Regions from separate parts of the Mus musculus genome. Here all the other regions are linked to region 3. A link is a contact called in public HiChIP or PLAC-seq data. All regions are on one chromosome and are shown on one strand. The core of a region is the stretch at or near the end of the contact, and the rest is flanking DNA. Distances in the headings are between cores, read along the strand shown. Region 1 overlaps Soat1 (sterol O-acyltransferase 1). Region 2 overlaps Axdnd1 (axonemal dynein light chain domain containing 1). Region 3 overlaps Tor1aip2 (torsin A interacting protein 2).

Region 1 (3,273 bases), core at 621-3,120, 380 kb before region 3:
CAATGAGATCGCTAGCGAAGTTCACTGACGGAATTGAAGTTATACTCAGCGTCCAATGATAGACTTTAGTCTTCTAGTTACCTTTAAAGGCCAGAGTATGTCATTCCCCTTTATTTTAATTTGTTTGAAACCTTGCACTTTCCTTTCTGGAGCCTTGAATGATGCTATCACTAGAAATATTAGTACAAGATCCTGTTTGTTTAACATTAATGGATTATTCTCCACACATCACACTCTTAACTGGGTAATTTAGTTCCTCTCGTTGTGGTGACCTTCAACCATAACATAGTCTCTTTGCTACTTCATAACTATAGTTTTGCTACTGTTATGAATCATAGTGTCAATACCTGATGTCTGACTCCTGTGGTGTGCAACCCTCAGGCGGAGAACCCACTCGTCTAAGTGTATTTGTGATGTCTGCTGAACTGTTTTATAAAGTGGTACTCAAAAAAGCTGCTACATGACATTTTACTTATTTTATGTGTGTGTGTGCACCTGTGTGCTCACATGAGTGTGCGGGCATGGCACATGAGTGTGGAAGTCGGAGAACAGCTCCTTCCATCAGGTGGATCCCAGGGCCTGCATGCATGTTGCTCGGTGTGATAGCAGCTGCCTTTATCTGCTGAGGCATCTTGTGGTCCAGACAATGTTTTTTTCTAACTAGTACATCATTATTCCAATATAAGGGCCTGTTTAAAAGACTTATTACCTAGGTAGGTAGCACATATATGCCGTAATATATGAAATCCTAGCAGTTGAGAGGTTGACACAGGAGGATTTCTCAGACTTTAAGGCCATCCTGGGCTACATAGAAGACCTTGTCTAAAATGTGGAGCTGGAGAGATTGGTCAGTGGTTAGAACACTTGGTCTTGCAGAGGACCTAAGTTTGGCTCCCAGGACTCACACTAGGTGACTTGCAACCCCCTCTAACTCCTTCAGCTCTAGGGGATCTGACTCCCTCTTCTGGTTTCCATGGTCACCGGCATACATGAGATGCACATACATACACATGTCTGTACACTCATACACTTAAAAAATAAATCTTTTAAGAAGATCACCAGGTGCCATATTTTAAGTGAATCAACTTAAGAATGACGTTGGGGCCTAGAGTGGTGGCTCAGTAGGTAAGAGCACTGGCCACTCTTCCAGAGGATGCGAGTTAGTCCCCCGGCACATCTGTGGAGCTCACAGCCTCTGTAACTCCAGTCCCTAGGGATCCACTGGCCTTGTCAAAGCAGTGTTCAATGCACAGAAATATGTGCAGGCAAAGTACCCATCCATGCAGAATAGTAAATAAAAGAAGAATGAAGTTAGGCTAAATTGCTAATTATCCCCAGGACAAGTTGGCGTCATAGGCTGGACCATAGTGAATAATGGGCAAAGCTGTTCTCCCTGAGAGTCTACAGAAAGCATGGTGACAGATTTCCATAAGAGAGAAGAAAAAGCTGAAGTGGCAGGAACATTTTCATACAATTTCACAAATCCACCAGGGAAAGAATGTGGAGAGGGAAGTAGTGGTGAGGGGGTGTCAGGAAGAGCACAGAATTGGGGGAAGCTCCACAGATCCAAGCTGTCTTAGTTAGGATTTTATTGCTGTGAAGAGACACCATGACCAAGACTCTTATAAAGGCAGACATTTAACTGGGGCTGGCTTACCCTTTCAGAGGTTCAGTCCATTATCATCATGGCAGAAAGTGTGGCAGCATCCAGGCAGACATGATGCTGGAGAAGTTCCTGAGGGTTCTACATCTTGATCTGAAGACAGCCAAGAGACTGCATTCCACACTGGCCAGAGCTTAATTTAAGCATAGGACACCTCAAAGTCCATCTCCACAGTGACACACTTCCTCCAACAAGGCCACACCCACAACAAGGCCTCACCCCCAGATAGTGCCACTCCCTGGGCCAAGCCTTCAAACACATGAATCTATGGGGGCCATACCTATTCTTTTTAGGCTTGATTTTGTTATTTTAGGACAAGCTCTTGCTATGTAGCTCAGACTGGACTTGAACTCAAAACGATCCCCCTGCATCAGCCTTGGAGTACTGAAATTACTAGTCTGAGCTACCCTGCCCAGCAAAAAGCTTCTTTAAAAAAAAAAGAGTACTCTATTTATCTGTTTCATGTATTCATGAATAAAACTATTAACTTCTGGGACCTATGAGATGCCTTACTGAATACAGGCTCTTGCCACCCCAGTCACTAGCCTGAGTCCAGTCCCCAGGATTCCAGCTGGTAGAATTCAGGAATTGACTCCCTAAAATTGTCTTCACATTTCTACATTTGTGCTGTGGCACTTATGTGCCCATACAGACAACAATGCATAAGTAGTGAGTAAATGCAAGATTCCTCCATCTAGTCATTAGGCATCTGAAATGAGAAAGAAAGGAATGAAGAAAGGAGTAGTTGAGGAGGTGAGCGTGAACTTTAGCTCACAGCATGGATTATGTGTGGGACGAGGCTTTAGGGTTGTGAGTCATCTTTCCTGCTGTTAAGGGCGGGTAGCCGTCTGAATGGTGGTGCCGGGACAGACACACCGTCTCTCAGTTCTTTGATGGTTATTTATGCTCTACTGGGGAACAGTGGAAAAGGGCGTTGGAAAGTTGGCCTTCCATTGTATGTTTTTCCTCTGTTTCATGCCTGTGTGGTGTCTCTCTTTTTACCTGCTTGCTTTCACTTTATTCCTTCACCAACCAAAACACTGCACCAGATCCTCAAATCCCAGCTCATCCCTCTGGCTTCCATTTCCTCCCACCCGTGATCTGAGTACTCCCTGTTCTGTCCTCCTGAGTTCTTAGTCTACAGTTTGATTGATTGAGGTACGTGGAGAAAACGGAGGGCCTCGAGTGCTCTCTCCTGCACCACTGAGCTACATCCCCAGCTCCATGTGTTTGCTTGCTTAGGGATCCTTCAGATATCTGTCCAGCTGACCCGGAACTCAACTCTAGCTCAGGCAGGCCTCAGCTGGCCACCTTCCCCCTCTGGTTTCCGCTCAGATTACAGACCCCTCCCGTGGTCCCCTGCGTTTATTATGTAGTCCTCTGTTCTAAATGAATCATTGCACTCCATTTAATGAACCGATGAGTGATTTGATATAAATGTGTTTGATCGGCAGTTGTGGGCTGGGGGTATGGCTTGCTTGGTAGTGTCTTCCTAACACACGTGGGTCCCTGGGTTTGATCCTCAGCACCTCTGCTACAATGGACCCTTTTTCTTTGTCCCCCTGGCTTCCAGTCAGAGGTTAAATCTCACTTTCTATTTGGCTGTGCAG
Region 2 (3,001 bases), core at 68-2,567, 270 kb before region 3:
CTCTACAGGAGCTGAATCAGGCCCCTCGACCAGTGTGCTACTGGCCTCGCCCCAGCTGTCGCACTCATTTGTCATCAGTGTGCTTTGAGAGGAGGAAACATTTTGGCTCATAATTTCACTCAGTGTTCAGCTGGCTCCATTGAACTGTACTGAGGCAGGGCATCATGGCAGAGGGGATGTGGTAGACAAGAGATGTTCACCTCATGGCAACTGGGAAGCAGAAAGAGGCAGACAAGAAGGGGCTTGCTATGGTTTGTCTATGCTCAGCCCAGGGAGTGGCACTATTAGAAGGTGTGGCCCTGTTGGAGTAGGTGTGTCACTGTGGGTGTGGGCTTTAAGACTCTCATCCTAGCTGTCTGGAAGTCAGTAATCTACTAGCAGCCTTCAGATGAAGATGTAGAACTCCCAGCTCCTCCTGCACCATGTCTGCCATACTCCCACCTTGATGATAATGGACGGAACCTCTGAACCTGTAAGCCAGCTCCCCAAGATGTTGTCCTTTTATAAGACTTGCCATGGTCATGGTGTCTGTTCACAGAAGTAAAACCCTGACTAAGACAGGCTAGGGACTGGACTTGTTCTTTGAAGACAGAACCCCCACATTCTCCAACCACATCCTACCTTCTATTAATCTATTCCTCACAGACTTCTCAGTGGATTAACCCATCCATGAAGTTGGTACCCTCATTATAGACCTTTCAATGGCACCACCAGGCAAAGAGCAACACAAATATATATATATATATATTCCATTTTTCTCTTGGTGGACACCTAAGTTGTTTCCAACCTTGATAATTATAGGCAAAGCTTCAGTGTACTTTAATGCCCTAATCTTTGGACAGACATCTCTTGGAATGGGATATATATATATTTCCAAGATGACTGAACCATTTTTATACTCCTGTTGTTAGGGTCTGTGATTCGCTGAAGAAAGACCCCAGACTTCATTAGTATGCAAAAGCAAAGAGTGTTTATTCAGTTGAATTTTCTACATGCAGGGGTTTCCCCATTCAGGAATGGAGACCCATGGTGGACTCACAGGCCCAACTTGTCAGATGTTGTCAGCTAGGGGAATTCCAGGGAGGGACGTGTACTCCTTTACCTTGATTGCTTAGCTCTATCTCTAGGGTCTGATTGATTCTATAATTGGTTAGGCTCTGGAGACTTCCCAGGGGGTCGCTTACTCACTCTAGCTATCTATTCCTACTTCAGGCCAGATGACAGGGTGTCCTCGGATTGACTGCCTGCAGCTGTGGCTGGCTGACCACAGGTTCCTGGATCCAGGTTCTCATTTCTAGGAAACAGAAACTTAGGCCTAAGTCTCCCAAACTGTCAGTGTGCAGCCCTGTCATGGAGTCAGCCTGGCTCTGGCTGACTCAGTCCTCTATCAGCAGTAAACAATAATCCTTTGTTTCACATCCTCACCGATAGTTGATATAGCCCATATTTTAAATTGTGGACATTCCAATAGGTGGGTAGTAATAAGTTATCAGAGTTGTTATTTGCATTTCCTTAATGACTGATGGTGTTGAATTTCTTCTCTTGTGCTTATTCTTTATACTTATGTCGTCTTTGGTGAAAGTCTGCTTAAATCATTGGCACATTAGTGTTGGCTTGTTTCCTTATTAAGTACTGGGAACTATTTGGGTTGGATAATGAGTCTTAGATCCTATGTATTATTTAAAAATGTTTGCTCCAGCTTGTGATGTTTCTTGTCTTACTAGGACTTTGACGGCTGGGGGGTGGGGTGGGGGGTGGGAGGGGGGTTGGGGTGGGAGGGGGTGGGGGGGTGGCTCAGCAGGTTAAGCACTTGCTTGCCCATGCCTGAGAACTGGTATTCAGATCTCCAGAAGCCATGTAGATATCAGGTATGCATGGCAGCCTGTCAGTAATCCCAGAGCTGAGAAGGCAGAGACAGCGGGCCCACAGGTGAAGCTGGTTATTAGACCAGTGCAATCAGTCAGGTCGAGACTCTTCCTCGGTGGGTAAAAGTGGGAGAGTGAACAGGGACACCACCAGATGTCAACCTCGGGATGCCACACATTCACATTCACACATAACCCACACAAACACGTGTCCACACACGTGAGAAAGCATGGTCAGACATGTGTGTCATACATACATATCGTGTCACACATACGTATACATACAAAAATGCCCCCCCCCCAAGGGTACCTTGAGAGATAAGAGGTTCTTAGCTTGGATGGTGATCTAGCCTTTGTTTTATGAATCTTGCTTTTTGTGTTACTTTAAAGGAAAAGTTCTGCCTTACAGCATCAAAAAGATTTTTCTCTCATGTTGTCTTCTAGATGTTAAATAGTTTTAGGCTCTACTCTCAGGTTTATTATCCACTTTGAGTTAAAAAAAATTTTTAAAGAAATCTGTGTTTCCAGGTATGATTCCTATTTGGCATCTATGTTATCTGAGTATTGTGGTGCCCTCTGTTAAAAAGGCTGTCATTTATCAAGAGGCTTTGTCATCTTTGCTGAAACATCTATTGAACATGTATGTGTTGGTCTGAGCCTTTTCCAGGTAGATCTATTGGTCAACATGATCACCATTACCAATCTTCATGATTTTTATCATAAATTTTATAATCTCATAGTGGAAACCCTCAAAATTTGTTTTTAAAGGTTATACCAGAACTTTTGTTATACCATATGAAACTTTAGTTTACCAATCTCTTCAACAGATGTTGAGTTTTTTATTTGGATTACATTTTAACTATTGATCAGTGGCTGGAGAGTTGACCCCTTAACCACTTTGTATCTTTTTTTTTTTTAAGATTTATTTATTATATGTAAGTATACTGTAGCTGTCTTCAGACACACCAGAAGCGGGTGTCAGATCTCATTATGGGTGTTTGTGAGCCACCATGTGGTTGCTGGGATTTGAACTCAGGACCTTCGGAAGAGCAGTCAGTGCTCTTACCTGCTGAGCCATCTTGCCAGCCCACTTTGTGTCTTTCGATCTATTAATACAGTGTGTATCTTCATTTGTT
Region 3 (3,209 bases), core at 462-2,961:
CAGGACTACACAGACACAGAGAAACCCTGTCTTGAAAAAACAAAAACAACAACAAAAAAACCAACCTAAACTAGAACCCTCACCGTGATCTTCTAAGGTCCTCTGAACACCCAAGAGTTCCAGATGAAGAAGATGCAGACCTCCAGCCTCTGGCTACTGAGAACCTCCCGGCCCTATTCCTCCTTGACCTGAGTCCCTCCTCCCTTCCTCTCGGCCCTCAGCCCTACCGCTAAGGAGGCTGAGTCAGGAACTGGTAGCAACTAATGGAGAACCTTAAAAGGAAAAAAAATAGGGCTAGGCAGCACAGTTTGTATGAATTCAAAAGTATTTTCTTTTTGTAGTGGCAAAAGAAAAAAAATGTCACACAAAATATGCATTTTAAGCCAATTTGAAGTGCACATAGGATCCCATGGCATGAACTTACAGTGTCCAACGGCCATTACCACTAGCCTTCCAACATTTCTGATGGCTCCTAAAACTCGGTTGTTTTTTTGTTGTTGTTTTTTGGTTTTTGGTTTTTCCAGACAGGGTTTCTCTGTGTAGCCCTGGCTGTCCTGGAACTCACTCTGTAGACCAGCCTGGCCTCGAACTCAGAAATCTGCCTGCCTCTGCTTCCCAAGTGCTGGGATTAAAGGCGTGCACCATCATGCCCGGCTGGTTAAGTCACTCATGTTAGAATTACCTTACTTAGCTCTTCAAAACAAGCTTTAAGCTAGGTTTATTCTGCCTGTCCTGGCAGAAGAATGGAGCCCTGTAAGCTCAAAGCAAGGCTGGATGAGATGTGTCTTTATCTCTACTCCCCACATGAAATCTTCTAAGATAAACCCTGCTCCAAGTACATTCCAAAGGAAAAAAAGGCCGGAAGATAGCTTTGCAACCTACCCTGAGAGACGGCGTGGGGAGACCTGAGCAGGCAGCATACCGAAGATAAGAAAAGGGAGTTCGCAATGGAGAGACTCAGCCATGGGTATGGGACCAAGACACAAGACGTGGTCAGAAAACAAGAAAACTCCCAGCTGGGAGTGCCCGGCTGTTTGCCAGACAGTGGTGGGATGGGATTACTTTCCCCCAGCCTGCGAACACACAGATCCTGAGTTGTGGGGTGGGTGGCAGAGGACTCAAGCAGGCCACAACATAAGGGTGCCCAGGCAAAAGACATCCATTAGTATCCACATACGACTATCTCACTTCCCACTGCCCCCTACAGACTTCTGTCTAGCAATCTGTGCCCCAGACCCCCTCCTTATAGTTCCCAGACTGACAGAGTAGAGGACTAACCAGGAACCAATCGTAGGTCCTCTGTAAGAACAGCGAGTGCTCCTAAGCCCTGGACCATCTCTCTAGCCCCCAGCTTCTCTATTTTTGTTGTTTGCAGATTTTAGCGTCAACCCAAATGAGAGCTTGAGATGACATCTCAAGAAATAATCCCATAGCATTGCTAAATTAACAACTCATCTGGCTTGTTGTTGTTTTTTTTTTTTTAATTTTAAATTACTTTACTTTGATTTACATGCGTGTGTGTGTGTGTGTGTGTGTTTGCTCGCGAGCACGCACGCACGCACTCTCACACATAAGGGTGTCAGGTCCCCTGGAGCTGGAGTTAGACAGTTGTGAGTCATCAAATGTGCTCGATAGGAATTGAACTAGAATGTCTGCTAGAAGAGCAGAGAGCAGTCTCAGCCACTGAGTCATTCCTGCAACCTGAGAGTTCACACGTCCACCACTCGCAGCACCACCGCTGCTGGCCGGTCTGCTGAAGGCTATCTGAATAGCAGGGCTTAGGGATTGTTTGTTTTGTTTTGTTTGTTGCTGTGTTTAATCTTCTCAACGTTGAATGTATTATATAGAAACTCGACTACTACCAGTTTGTGTTTGGCGGTACATATGTAATTTCCTATCCTTTTAACTTAAACACTCAAAAATAAAACCACCACCACATGGCTCCTCTACTGTAGGTAACTGGACAGGGTTTAAGAAGCCCCATTCTCGCCAGGCAGTAATCCCAGCACTTGGAAGGCAGAGGCAGGCAGATCTCTGAGTTCGAGGCCAGCCTGGTCTACAGAGTGAGTTCCAGGACAGCCAGGGTTACACAGAGAAACCCTGTCTGGAATAAAACAAACAAACAAACAAAAAAAGAAGCCCCATTCTCTGCAAGCAAACTCATCTGCACTGTGGCTAGCCAAATGCTCTTAAGATATACTAACTCTTGAAAATACATTTTCCTAAGTTACAAGAATCAAATAGGAAATTAGTCAAGAAACACTTTGGCCCAAGCTGAGGAAGACAGCGGCGTGCAGCACTAGATTCTGAGCATCGAGGGACTGGAGAGGGGGTGGATCCTAGGGTTCTATCTACCCACTAATTCAGGTTCGGCAACATCCTCAGAGCAAACTTTTCTTTTGTTCTGGTGTGTGTGTCTATCCATCTGTCTGTCTGTCTGTCTGTCCTTCCTCAGGCACAGTCCACCTTGTTATTTGAGGCCCAGAGCGTGTCAAGTAGTTAGGGTGGCTGGCTCTCAAAGCCCCAGGGATTTTGTGTGTCCCTTGCTTCCGCCATGCTGGGTAACAAGCCTGTGCCTCTACACCCAGCTTTTTAAAACAAAACAAAACCGGGTGTTGTCAAGATGGAACTCAGGTGCCTGTTCTTCCAAGGCAGGCTTTTACCGAGCTATCAACCCAGCTCTGAAAATGATGTGTGTGTGTGTGTGTGTGTGTGATTCCTGGGTGTAAAGATTCAGTCATTTGCAGGAAGCCCAACTTGTTATGCGGATGCAGGAATCCAATTTCTGCTCCTCAGGTTTGTGCACTTTATTAAGCCATCTCTTGAGCCTCTAAATTCGAGTTTTAAATACAAACCACCTTCCTACTTTCCAACATACAAGATGCTGGACACCCCACCCACACTTAATACATCCCCAGTCAGCAAGCCTCATGTTTGGACCACTCCCAAGGCTGTGCTCACTCTTCCCCTGGTCAAGAGAGAGCCAGGTGGGGGTAAATGCCCCACAGCCACTGCCAAGGGTGGTGGAGGAGTCCAGCACACCGCCTGCATGGCCCCTCGTCCCTGACAGCCGCAACACCACCCGATGCTTCAGAATCCTTTTGACTCTTCCCACCACTAACAACCGCACACCCATTTTCATAAATTCTTTATTTTGGAAATTTTAGTAAAAAATCAGTCAGGAAAAATTGAAGAGATTTATTGTATAG

The links. HiChIP or PLAC-seq counts read pairs in DNA pulled down with a chosen protein or histone mark.
Region 1: a contact with region 3 is called in an HNF4G HiChIP or PLAC-seq map of pancreatic cancer cells. The contact joins two enhancer-like sites. A contact is called at or near these places in 1 of 484 Hi-C or Micro-C datasets (ventricular fibroblasts), 6 of 115 datasets of contacts at active chromatin or transcription factors (acute myeloid leukemia, astrocytes, embryonic stem cells and 3 more) and 2 of 9 other capture datasets (embryonic stem cells and liver).
Region 2: a contact with region 3 is called in an H3K27ac HiChIP or PLAC-seq map of extraembryonic endoderm stem cells. The contact joins two enhancer-like sites. A contact is called at or near these places in 1 of 484 Hi-C or Micro-C datasets (nephron progenitors), 2 of 115 datasets of contacts at active chromatin or transcription factors (extraembryonic endoderm stem cells and pancreatic cancer cells) and 3 of 9 other capture datasets (adipose tissue, liver and pancreatic islet).

The regions. Positions count from the first base shown.
Region 1 is chr1:156,453,793-156,457,065 of GRCm38.p6, reverse strand. The region is part of intron 3 of Soat1 (sterol O-acyltransferase 1); the gene reads left to right. Among named protein-coding and RNA genes, the nearest start is that of Soat1, 19 kb to the left of the region's middle. Within about 2 kb of position 1,870, at least 66 of the 459 cell types and tissues checked have an H3K27ac peak or open chromatin away from gene starts, as enhancers often do. A contact at or near this core is called in pancreatic cancer cells, where this site is marked.
Region 2 is chr1:156,342,892-156,345,892 of GRCm38.p6, reverse strand. The region is part of intron 20 of Axdnd1 (axonemal dynein light chain domain containing 1); the gene reads left to right. Among named protein-coding and RNA genes, the nearest start is that of Nphs2, 34 kb to the right of the region's middle. Within about 2 kb of position 1,317, at least 19 of the 459 cell types and tissues checked have an H3K27ac peak or open chromatin away from gene starts, as enhancers often do. A contact at or near this core is called in extraembryonic endoderm stem cells and pancreatic cancer cells, where this site is marked.
Region 3 is chr1:156,068,788-156,071,996 of GRCm38.p6, reverse strand. It overlaps Tor1aip2 (torsin A interacting protein 2), which reads right to left. Exons shown (of 7, transcript NM_172843.4): 7 at 3,136-3,209. Among named protein-coding and RNA genes, the nearest start is that of Tor1aip1, 34 kb to the right of the region's middle. Within about 2 kb of position 1,711, at least 44 of the 459 cell types and tissues checked have an H3K27ac peak or open chromatin away from gene starts, as enhancers often do. A contact at or near this core is called in extraembryonic endoderm stem cells and pancreatic cancer cells, where this site is marked.